Linked DNA regions of Sus scrofa: region 2 is linked to region 1. A link is a contact called in public HiChIP or PLAC-seq data. All regions are on one chromosome and are shown on one strand. The core of a region is the stretch at or near the end of the contact, and the rest is flanking DNA. Distances in the headings are between cores, read along the strand shown. Region 1 overlaps BMS1 (ribosome biogenesis protein BMS1 homolog). Region 2 overlaps RASGEF1A (ras-GEF domain-containing family member 1A).

What was found. HiChIP or PLAC-seq counts read pairs in DNA pulled down with a chosen protein or histone mark.
Region 2: an H3K27ac HiChIP or PLAC-seq map of alveolar macrophages shows a contact between it and region 1. The contact joins two enhancer-like sites. A contact is called at or near these places in 13 of 47 Hi-C or Micro-C datasets (alveolar macrophages, embryonic fibroblasts, heart right ventricle and 7 more) and 1 of 2 datasets of contacts at active chromatin or transcription factors (alveolar macrophages).

What each region holds. Positions count from the first base shown.
Region 1 is chr14:61,119,353-61,125,456 of Sscrofa11.1, forward strand. BMS1 (ribosome biogenesis protein BMS1 homolog) reads left to right here. Exons shown (of 24, transcript XM_005670994.3): 19 at 120-178; 20 at 928-1,050; 21 at 1,952-2,099; 22 at 2,708-2,883; 23 at 5,422-5,583. Among named protein-coding and RNA genes, the nearest start is that of BMS1, 66 kb to the left of the region's middle. Within about 2 kb of position 2,284, at least 4 of the 83 cell types and tissues checked have an H3K27ac peak or open chromatin away from gene starts, as enhancers often do. A contact at or near this core is called in alveolar macrophages, where this site is marked.
Region 2 is chr14:61,420,652-61,426,902 of Sscrofa11.1, forward strand. It overlaps RASGEF1A (ras-GEF domain-containing family member 1A), which reads right to left. Exons shown (of 13, transcript XM_005670996.3): 12 at 6,224-6,251; 13 at 4,171-5,937. The coding sequence ends at 5,913. Among named protein-coding and RNA genes, the nearest start is that of CSGALNACT2, 51 kb to the left of the region's middle. Within about 2 kb of position 2,405, at least 6 of the 83 cell types and tissues checked have an H3K27ac peak or open chromatin away from gene starts, as enhancers often do. A contact at or near this core is called in alveolar macrophages, where this site is marked.

The DNA of each region.
Region 1 (6,104 bases), core at 1,034-3,533:
TATGAAATCCCAGTTCATAAGATTTTTCTTTTTTGGATTGGAGTCTATATATAAAATGGAATCCAGAATGTATGGTTCAATGTATTTCTTTCTTTTTTTTTTTTTTTTTTTTCTTTAAGGTCCTATCACTCCACAGGGTACTGGGTTCTTGGCAATACAGTCTGTCAGTGGCATAATGGTAACTATCTTGGATGTTTTATTTTATAGACTGAGTTTCAGAAATATGTCTTGAATATGGAATATGTACCTGAAACTTTAAGTTGAAAATTACTCATTTTTAGTATTTGTAGTAAACTTCTCTTTGCTTTCAATATTCGTACGTCTTTTTAAGTAAAGTATGGGAGTGGAGAAGAAGGAAGTAAAAGAATTTTAATGGTACTGATGACATTTCTGTATTTTTATGTTTTTATGGACATGCTAAAAATATTTTAGCAGTGCTCACTATGAGCTTAGCACTCTGCTAAGTTGTGGTATATACATCAGGTACTACTAGACATAAGACTACCACCAGTAATGCTGGTTTAGCAAAGTATGTTCACACAGTCTTCATTTGACCAATCAGAGCAGGTTTTATTGGCTCCATTTAACAGAAAACTGAATAATGAGCAATTGGAATCCACCCTGAATGTCTAAAATTTAATTTCTCAAACATTGTAACCAGATTTTCATATTCCTTTTCATTCATGCATCATTGTGAAACTGTGTTACTATGAAATCACCCTCAGACAGTAGTATAGTATAATAGTATTACAGTATTATACTATCAAATAGATTTTGTTAAAATACTGTTTTGCATGTTCAGATATTCTCATTTTTCTTATGTGATTGTAAGTGAAATGCACTTTGGTAATTTATTGCATTAGAGAGAAATAAGTTTTTCTCCTGCTGATAGTATTCCTGTATCAGATTTTGGGGATTCCTTTTTAGCCTGATTTCCGGATAGCTGCCACAGGAGTTGTCCTTGATCTGGATAAATCTATAAAAATTGTGAAGAAATTAAAGCTAACTGGCTTTCCATATAAAATTTTCAAGAACACTTCATTCATTAAGGTCTGTATATCTGTGTATTCACGTATTTAATATGTTGTTAAAGGAGTAATGAATTCTAATATAGGTCTAAGAGATAAGTCTGAAAAGTGCTTGAAATCTTTCATAATCTTAGTCTTTGATATTTTTAGTTTACTTCTATATATTAGTCTCTGTGTTACTTAATATGTTCAGAAATCTTTAGGTGAAGTAAAATAGAGATATTTGGTGATTGAGGCTATTACTTTTTACTCCCATATGAGGCTGTTGCAGAGCTAATATTGAAAATATGTAATCCTATTCACTGGGTTTTGTTTCCTACCTTTTCGGTTTGTATTAAGAGAGGGGAAAATCATAGCATTTTCAAACAGATCATTAGAAAAATAGACAAAGCAATTTGCAGAAGTACTTGTTGGCAAGGGTACAGAGAAATGGACACTCTGTTAATGCAGTATATCATAGAAGGGTAGTTTGGGCAACACCTACTGAAAATTTCTTTAGCAGGGGATGTTTCCATTAAAAACACAGAGTTAAGATGATCGATCACGAAATGTTCTTATAAGGGAATACTACCATCAGCATTTATCCAGCTCTCTTTATTTTCTGAGTGTGTACACCTAAGTAATAGGATAAGAGCTGTAGTCCAGCTTTGTGAGATGATGGCAAAGGCCATCGGGGCCACTTCAGTCCAATAAATATCTTTTTGATCTTCTTTTCTACAAAGGTAGTGATGAGCATGTTAGTGCCTACAATAGAATCTTGATTAATATTTTATTTGAGGGAAAATAGAATTGTATTCCTTTTGACCTAGTAATTCCAATGAATTATTTTTTTTGTTTTTTAACCAAGGATATATTTATGAACTGAGAGGTAAAATATCTAACTTTGTATGTATATTTGTTTTCTTTTATATATATACTTATAGGGAATGTTTAATTCTGCCTTGGAAGTGGCCAAATTTGAAGGTGCTGTGATTCGAACTGTCAGTGGAATAAGGGGACAGATCAAGAAGGCACTCAGGGCTCCAGAAGGAGCTTTCCGGGCCACCTTTGAGGATAAATTGCTGATGAGTGGTAAATATCCTTTGTGGTGTGTTTTTAACGTTGTGTTACCATTCACTATTGGCTTCTAGCCAGTATGAAGTACAGGTGGCAGTTTTAAGTCTTTAGAAACAGGAGTCAGCTATAGCTCTCCCTAGTTGGAGCATCTTGGGTATTATGCCAAGTCATGCTGTGTCTAGAGCCATGTGATTCACCCAGTGAAAGTTTTATGGGTGTGGATATGATTGACACACCCAATGAAAGAGTAGTTCACTGGGCAAAGTCTCTCTTCAAATACTTTGCATCTAGCTGGAGAAGTTTGGGGTCAGTATTTTGTTCTCTTATTTACTGAGATGAATATGAATCTTTTGAAAATGTTAATATGGAGCTCCCATTGTGGCTGAGTGGGTTAAGAACCCAATTAGTATCCATAGGGATGTGGGTTTGACGCCTGGCCTTGCTCAGTGGGTTAAGGATACGGCGTTGCCGAAAACTGCACCCGAGTTGCTAGGGCTGTGGCATAGGCCGGCAGCTACAGCTCCAATTCAACCCCTAGCCTGGGAACTTCCATATGCTGCAGATGTGGCCTTAAAAGGGGTGGGAGGGAAGAAAGTGTTAATGTAAATTTCTTCTCTTTCCAGATATTGTCTTCATGAGAACTTGGTATCCTGTCTCCGTTCCAGCCTTCTATAACCCTGTAACATCTTTGTTGAAACCAGTTGGTGAGAAAGACACCTGGTCAGGAATGCGGACAACTGGTCAACTCCGGCTTGTCCATGGCATCAAACTAAAACCCAACAAAGATTCTCTGTATAAGGTATAGTCACACATGTGCTCTATAGATAGTGTCATCCAGAAGATATGCTGTAATATTCTCATGGTTTGAATTTTCAAGTAGAAAGTCTAACATTAAATTTGAATAAACATGTCGTATATTCGTAGACTATTTTGGAAGGAACACAGGAAAAGTGGTGGTCTTCACCTCAGACTATTTTTTTTGTACCATATACACATATTACTTTTAAAAACATTAATGTGCTAATTCTTATTGAAACAATGTGGAAGTATGTGTTTTCTTGAAAGTTTTAATAAGCTTTTTATTGAAATGTTAACATACAGAAATTCACACACAAATCAAAAGTATATACAACTCAATGAATTTTAGTACATAAAAGTTGCCATCACCTGGATCAAGCAAGAGAATTACTAGCACAAAAGAAGCCCTCTTGTGACCTCTCCCAGTCAGTCACTCACTATCCCACCTCCATTTCAAACCAGCCATCATCTTAGTTCCTGACGTGTAAATTCCTTCCACCTTTTTTTGAGTTTTATAAAATATATAGTATTTTGCCTGATTTCTTTCCTTCAGTATTATGAGATTCATTCATGTTCTAGTATATAGCAGACATTTATTTTTTGTTATTGTTGAGTAGAATTTCATTGTATGACAGTGTCAGTTTATCCATCAAGGGACAGTATTTCCAGGTTTAGGCTATCATGAGAGCTGCCCTGAACAGTTATATGCAACTTGTTTGGCATACATGTGCACACACTTCTGTTATGTAGATCCTTGTGGGTGGGATTGCCAGGGTACATGTGTTCAACAGCAGTGTGTGATGGTTGTAGTATTCAGAGCTCATACCAGGTTAGGCTCCAACAGCTTATTAGTTTTCTAGCTGTTCCACATCGTTTCCAGTAGTTGGCCTCATCGGTGGGGGGTTTTTTTTTGGCTGCATCTGCAGCATGTACAAGTTCCTGGGCCAGGGATTGTATCCGCCCCATTGCAGTAACCAGAACCACAGCAGTGACACCACTGCTGTGATCCTTAACCTGCTGAACCGCCAGGCACTCCTAGTATTTTTTTCTCCTTTTTTTCGGGCCCATCTGTGACATGTGGAGATTTCCTGGGCCAGAGACCAACTCTGAGTGACTGAGTGACAGAGTTCCTCACCACAGCTGCAGCAACACCAGATCCTTAACTCACTGTGCCACAGCAGGAACTCCTAGTCTTTTTTAAGTTCTCTGTTCCTGTCTCAAATATCATTTTCATTCAGATTTTGGCCTCTGAGAACTTCCATTATTTCATTCACAGCTTAACAATGCATTTGAAAAGATTTGTTAATGCAGAAGATTTAATTGTTTTGTAATAAGAGGGTAGTTCAGGGTTTCAGTCTTCCATTCTGCTAGAAATGGAAGTTTTCCACGAATTAGTTTTTCTGTAAAGCAGTTAATAAAATTTGGATCATATTGCCATGAATTTCTCTTAAAATATACTTTGGAGTTCCCATCATGGCTCAACGGTTAGTGAACCCAACTAGCATCCATGATGACATGGGTTCGATTCCTGGCCTCGCTCTGTGGGTTAAGGATCTGGCATTGCGTGAGCTGTGGTGTAGGCCAGTGGCTATAGCTCTGAGTTGACCTCTAGCCTGGGAACCTGCACATGCCGTAGGTACAGCCCTAAAAAGACAAGAACACCAAAATACACACACACACACACACACACACACACTGTATACTTCAGGACAGAGTACCTATTGTCTAGTATGTGGTGCTTACTCTTTTTTTGAAAAAGAGATTTCTCTGAGTTCTTTCAAAAGTTTCTTAAACAGAGAATATTGAGAGGGTGATGTCTTTAACAATAAATTTAAGGGTATAGAAGAAATATTTATATAGTTGTCAACCTTGGAAAAGGTTTAGGGCAAAACTTTGAACTGCTTCTGAGACAGTTAAAAATTTTGGTCATCTCAATTAAGCATAGAATTTGGTTAGCTTGAAAACTGAATGTAGAGGAGTTTTGCATTCATTTGTCATTTAAATCTTTTTCTCAGCTAGCCTTCTACTAAAAATAGAATGAAGTTAAACTTCTTAATGAGAATCAGGGATGGGGACACTTTGGTTGCTGCCTGGAGAAAGAACCATGTCCTTAAATCCAGAGAGGTTGATAGTCAAGATGAAAAGCTAGATTAGGCTAGAAAAAAACCATTTCAGTCCCCCAACATAAGGCCTTCATTTTCCATTAGTAGAAATTTTGGATCTTTTCATCTGCTCTGTTGAGACCCCATTGTCCATACTACAGAAATGTGCACAGTTGATTTCTTGGAAGAATTGTAAATATGTATATTCTTTATATTCCTTTGTTTTGGCTGTGGCTATCTATGCATGCTCATCAAGGCAATTTATATTTGATGAATGACTGAGTCCTCATTTCTGATGATGATCTATTGGAAACTCTGATGTTACTAATCTTGTGGAAAAATCAATCCATTGAGAAGATTTTATGTGAGTTTTAATGCACTAGATGATAATTTAGATATTTCACAGTCTTTGTTTTCTTTTTCTTTTTCTTTTCCAGCCAATTATAAGGCAAAAGAAACATTTTAATTCACTGCATATTCCAAAAGCTTTGCAGAAGGCCCTGCCATTTAAGAGCAAGCCCAAGACCCAAGCAAAGGCAGGCAAGACTCCAAAGGACAGACTGAGACCAGCCGTCATACGGGAGCCTCATGAAAGGAAGGTACTGTCAAGGGATGGCTTCCAGCACATTGCTTTTAGAAGTGAAAATAATGTTTTCAGTAATACACTTGGCATTTCTACTGCATTCTCATTTTTCATCAGGAAAAGATAAAGGCCAGACTTATTCAAGGCACTAGATCTGAAGTTAGAAGAAAGGCCAGAGTCCATTTCCCTTTTGTTTAGTCATGTTCTGCCTTATACGTTTTAATGGGGAATAATAGGCACACAGCTGGCAAATCACTCTTAGCTGTACATAGTACCCAGAGTAACAAAGATGGTTTTGTGGTCAAGGCCATTATTTAAGTATTTTGCCAAGTAAATATGCTCCTATTTGTATTTCCATGCAAATTATAACTTCCTAGTTCGGAATAAATTTTCACTAGGTTGATATTCATTTGGATCATGAATTGGTCCTAGTTTTGATGCAGTCAGCTGTGGTGTTTAGGCCTCCTGAAACTTAGATGGAAAGCATGCTATAACTGTGAGAATATTCTGATGCTCACTGGGTTTTACCCTTGTCAG
Region 2 (6,251 bases), core at 1,155-3,654, 300 kb after region 1:
GAGGTTTCTTTAATTCCACAGCACCTTGATGTTATTATCCCACTGTCTTATGCCTTCAGTTATTTCTGTTGTGAAGTCCGCTATATAGCTTAACAGTTTATATGTATGCTTTTTTTGGTCTTTTTTTTTTTTAAACAGCCGCACCCTCAGCATATGTAAGTTCCCAGGCTGGGGTGGAATCTGGAGCTGTAGCTGCCAGCCTACACCACAGCAACGCGGGATCCAAGCTGCGTCTGCGACCTACACCACAGCTCACAACAACACCAGATCCTTAACCCACTGAGGGAGGCCAGGGATCGAACCCGCATCCTCAAGGATCTTAGTTTTGTTAACCGCTGAGCCACAATGGGAACTCCATTGGCTTTGAAGGTAATCAGCCTTCTTTTTTCTGGCTGTCTTTAAAATCTCTTTATCCCTATTCTGTATCACTCTGATATGTCTGTGTGCAGATTTATTTTTTTCTGATCCTACATGAGAATCTTTTGGCTTCTCAAATTGTTGTCTTTTGTTATTTCTGAAAGATTCTCAGCTATTACATTTTCATTGTCTCTGGCTTATTCTCTCTTTCCTTCTATAACTCTGATAACATATGTTAAACCTGTTTCATATTTTCCAAACTTTGTCTTTCTGTGTTACAATCTGGTAATCGCTACAGAACTTTGTCCAAATGGATTTGGGAAAGAACCAAATAGAGCATCTAGAAATGAAAATAAATTTTTAAAATACAGCTGGTGTGTTTAACAGAATATTAGACACAGCTAAGGAGAGACTTTTTAAGCTGGAATATAGGTCAGAAGTTTTGCTTCTACTGGGTAACTTAGGGATGGTACCGATTAAGGGCCATATTAGACTAAATTCTCAGCTTAAAATTTTTTTGACCAGTAGTTTCCTGGTGGCTCAGTGGGTTAAGGATCTGGTGTTGTCAATGCTGTGTTGCGGATTCAATCCTTGGCCTGAGAGCTTTTGCATGCTGTAGGCGCATCCAAAAAAAAAAAAAAAATGTTTCTACACTTCTCTTGTGGCTCAGTAGGTTAAGAATCCAGAGTTGTCACTGAACTGCTTGGGTCATGGCTATGGCTCCAGTTTGGCTACTGGCCTGGGAACTTCAGCGTGCCACAGGCATGGGCAAAAAAAAAAAAGTATTTTTTGACCAGTGTGATTTGTGCTGTAAAACTTTGTGACACTTACTGACTTGTGGTTATAAATCATCTGGGGTAAAATTTCCCCATCTCCATTCAGTGCTGAGGTTCAAAACAGACAATTTTTCTTAACCTCCTTGATGGGGTTGGAGTAGGAGCATTTTATTTCAAATTCACCATCACAGGGAGGGGTGGTTTTTTGGGATGTCAGCTAGAGTCTCCTACCTGACCCTTCTCGAGCAAGCAGGCTCTGGACTATCCCCCTTGACTTGGAGGTTAAAATTTTGCATAAGGGACTCCATTGGTTTCAACAGGAAAGCAGTTAGTCTTTCATGCTGCCAGAGATGAAGAGGTGCTTAAATTTCTCATAGTCTTGACAGCATTGTTCCCTTAACATTGTTGCTGAAGCTCCATACCTGAGAGTCCTAGGTATGCGGAGGTAGATACTTGTGGGGGGGTTGGCAGCCCCTTACCTCCCTCACAGTATCATGACATCCTCTTTGAGATAGACATTATGTTGGCATGGGCTAAAGTTACCAGTAGTATTTCATTTAGAAAGTAGTTTTAAATCCCAGCTTTGAATCTTTTCATGTTTTTCCCTATGTTTTCATATTTTTCTTATGTTTATAGTTGGTTAAATTTGATACTTAAGTGATTCTTTGGTAATGCTGGAATATATTTGTATTGACCAAGGCTTCCGTTATTCCTTTGAGAAGGGTGTTTATAATCCTTTGTTTCACTTTTCCTGAAGGATTTCTCTCTGTGGCAGAAGTGGTCCATTTTATCAGGGGCACCACTGCTGGTACACAGCTCACACTGACCGCTTCTAGTGAGCCAAGCATCGCACTTTCTGCCATATACAACAAACATTACAATAGCCTCATGAGGTCTAGAGTACTGTAATTCCATTTTAATCCTGGGGAAATGGAAGCTGAAAAATGTAGAGACCTTGTCTAAGGGTACCCAGCTGGGAACTGGAAATGAGGACTCTATAAGTTGAGCTCTTCATTCCTTGCTTTTACACTTAAGTCCTGTCTTGCCTTCCCAAAGAACATAACACATTTTACAAATGTGTGAGTGTGGTAGGTGTATACTTCACCAAAAAACCAAGTCTTGTCATAGAAGTGGCTATGGCCTTGGTAGAGATCCTTAGCTTAGCTTCCTGTCATATCTGATGCTGTAACATAGACTTGTTCCTGAAAGGTGGATGGGAAGTGAAAGGGAGCCCTCAGTCATTGCACAGATAGGAACTGCGCCCTCTGCTGGTCACTGGCCACACAGCTACTCAAGAGGCTCCTACACAGAAACAGCGAAGACTCCAGCCCTGTGATGTGGAAGGTGGGGCAGGTTCCGGAGGAGCACAAGCGCCACTCACCAGGAAGACGTGATGCTCTTCAGAGATACTCTCAGAGATTGCATGTGAGAATATACTGGAGGAGGTGAACGTGCACGAGTGTAAGCCTAGTGCCTGAGTGGTAACGTGCCCCTTGGAGACCTGGGCTATGAGGGAGGCCGGAGCCAACTCCTGCAGAACTGGACCTCCTGGGATCCCTGCTCACACTTGCCTGGGATCCCCACCCCCGCACTTACCGTTCAGCAGGTCTACAGTGGGGGCCCAGAAACATCTCAGACAAGTTTCCAGTGTGGCTACGGCTGCCAGGCTGGGACCCACACCTTGAGGACACTGCCTGGAGAGCCTGCCCCCGGGTGAAGGACAGTGCCGGGGCTAGCCAGGCCAGCTTACCTCTTGCTCCCAGCTCAGGCTCTGCATCTAAGACACAGACTAAGCAGAGGTAGGTAGAAACTTCCAAAAGTAACTTTACCAAGAAATCAAGGGTGCCATTGAATGGAAAAACCTAAAAAGTGTTGTCCTTTACCCAAAACTCACTTATGCATCTTCAAGGGACTCCACAAGGTACATGGAGGGGCAACAGATGATGAGGCCCCCAGGCCTAGCCTTGTATCCAGCATGGTGGCCATTAGCTATTTAAACGTAAATAAGGAGTTGCCATTGTGGCTCAGTGGATTAAGGACCTGACATTGTCTCTGTGAGAATGTAGGTTCGATCCCTGGCTTCGCCCAGTGGGTTAAGTATCTGACCTTTCCACAAGCTGTGGCATAGGTTGCAGATGTGGCTTGGATCTGGTGTTGCCATGGCTGTGGCATAGGCTTCAGCTGCAGCTCCATTTCGACCCCTGGCCTGGGAACTGCCATATGCCACAGGTGTAGCTATTAAAAAAAAAAATATGTAAACAAGATTAGAAATTCTGTTCCTCGGTAGTACTATCAGCACTCAGTCCCTCTGTGTGACCATCAGCCACTATGCTGGATGGTGCAGGTACAGAATACCCCCTCAGTGCAGAAAGCTTTCTGCTGGGCAGCGCTGTTCTAATGGGCTGAATTGGCTGCGAAGGAGCACAGTCAGGTCTGGTGAGCAGACCTCATCAGCCTGGGCACTGAGGACAGGACAAGACACTGCTCTTCTCTGGTGGGATGGACCAGAGAAGAGCAGTGTCTTGGTTCCTCTCCTTCACTTGCACAAGCTCCTGTGTACCCCCTCAATAAATCCCTTCTCTGTAGCTTTTCAAGTGTGACCTGTTGGAACAAAAAGAACTGCGTTCTGCATGCCTCCCTGCAGCAAGATGTCAGCGGGGAGCCCCAACATCCCCAGCCCCAGGAGACCCTGAGGGTTGTGATGAGTCCTGCAGGAAAGGAACCTTGGCAATCATCTAAGGTAGGTGTCCTGAACTTACATGACCATGTAACTCAAGCTGCTCGTGACATCTCTCTGAACACGGACCTTTGAGGAAAGCAGGATAGGACCTGTCTCTGTACAGTGCTATCTTGTTTTGCATTATTTGAAAAGCGCTTTGTCAGAGTGTGGAGGTGAGAACTCCTTGATCCATCTCTGAAAGTGTTGTAGGGGGGTCCTGCCAGTCTCTTCCTCCCTGGCCTGGGAACCACCCCCTGCCTCCTGCCGGCATCAGAGCTGCCCGTCCTTACCAGTCCCCACAGAGAAGAGGCACACAAGGGGAGTGACATGTTCTTTTATTGATGCAAGTACGTCCAGTCACACCAACAGCTGACATCCTGCATTATAGTACAGCTTTATCCTCAGAGTTCATCTTGAGGTACCAAAACGCCACAGTTAGGGTGTGTATCAAATTGGGAAGATAAAGTAGCAAATGTGGACACTGTGTCAGGTAGGGACTAGAACTGATGACCCAGCAAAGTGCACACTGATGGGAAAACTCCTGAACACGTGGACAGAAAAGGATCTAACATCGTATTCCAAATATATATTCTCAAGTTTTAAACCTTTCTTTATCTCAAATACATAAACAAAGCAGTATGTACTATCAATATACAATATGTACTATCTAGAACATCTGAAAAGTGCAAAAACACTGTGACAATACAGTGTAAAGAATATCCTTGCTCCACCCAGGGCCGAGGGTGACATCAGCAGCGATCACAAAGCCACCTCCCTCCTAAGGCTTCGCCTTCACGTCCCCAGCTCTCCTCGGAGGTTTGGGAATTAGCAACTTGCTGCCCCGGCCTCAGCCAGGACTCCCAGCTGGCAGAAGACGGGTGTGCGGAGAGAAACAAGGGTGAGTAATTCCAAATCGGTACGGAATGAGAGCCCTGCCACGAGGGGGAGCGCATCGCGTGGACTGCCCGCTTCTGGCCTCTTAGGGGCCAGGGCGTCAGAAAGAAAACGGAGTGTACCCCTCGCGTTTGGGTGTGGAAAAAACCTCCAAATGTTGGGCAGTGTTAGGTGAGAGGGCTCCAGCGGATACTGGCTAATGTTTCTGTCTCCGATTCTAGCAGGGGCGCTCCCCTGCGCAGAAGGAGGGAGGAGCCTGATTGGTGAGGTGCTTCTTTTCACTTTGAAGTGGGGACATTGAAAGCCAGCTTGAACCCCATCCTTAACTGTACTTTGTATTCGCCTTATTACAGCTAAGTCTCTTTCAGTCACAGCCTGGAAAACCGACAATTCCACGACTCCCCTCCTTACGTTATTTTAGATTTCCTCTTTTCCCAAAAAGTAGTTGAAGAATAACTTGCCGGACGTAATTCCAACAGAAAATATGCTGCCAGGTATCCCCCTGCCCTCCCCCCTGACCCCCATAAATCCCTGATAAAGGAACATGAAAATGTAAACTTTGGAAAGCCCGCGTTCAAGGTTCGCTTCCAGAAGTACGCAAATGAGACCTCCTGGCCACCCTAGTCCTTCATGCCGGGACCTCACTGGCCTAGGCTTTGAGGGCAGGCGCCTTTGTGGCCCAGGGCAGAGCTGGCTGCAGGCCACGACAGAGCGGGAGACCGGCCCTCCAGGACCCTCTAAGGCACTAACCCCGACATCAGAGACACTGGCTGGAAGGTAGGCAGGGCTCACGTTGGTTTTGGTTGGGTTTTTTAAATATTTTTTTTTGTAAGATGTTAATAATCAAAAGTAGAAAATAAAAATCTACATTTCATTAGAATAAGATGTTATCATGGATGCCATCCCCCATGATACTCTTTCCCCACCCCTCCCCAAAGCAGGGCCCTGCCCTGTTATTTAAAATAAACCAAAAAAAAAAACAAACAAAAACTTTTAAGTGCCAAAGGTTGATGCATGAAATAATTCCTTTTTTCTTTTTTTCATAAAAGGTATGTACAAAATGGACCCCAACCAGTGAGGCCTCCTCATCTCAACCCATATCGATCAGGATTAAAACTCGGTACATAGGTGTGCTTCATCCAGGTCTGCAGGCTGCATCCGTGCCTTCAGGCTCTGTTAAGGAGCGTGGTCCTAAAGGTGAGCAGGGAACGAGGAAATGGTCAGGGGGCTGGCAGGCCCTTCCCCTGAGCAAGCAGAGGGCAGGCCTGTGCTCTCAGGGGAGGGCCGGGCTGCCCAGAACTGGCCAGTGAGGGGAGGAATCAGGGACACTCAAATCCTAGGTTCTCACCCCGCCACGGGGAGGCCTTCTAATGCCTGATCAGGGTGGGGGTGCCCTCAGCCACCGTTCAGAGGGGCAGACCCGTCAGGGGTGGGGCTGGTCTTGGGGGCTCACCGACTGCTCCTGGACTTCTCCTACCTGAGGGTCTTCCAGCTGTCCTTTTCCA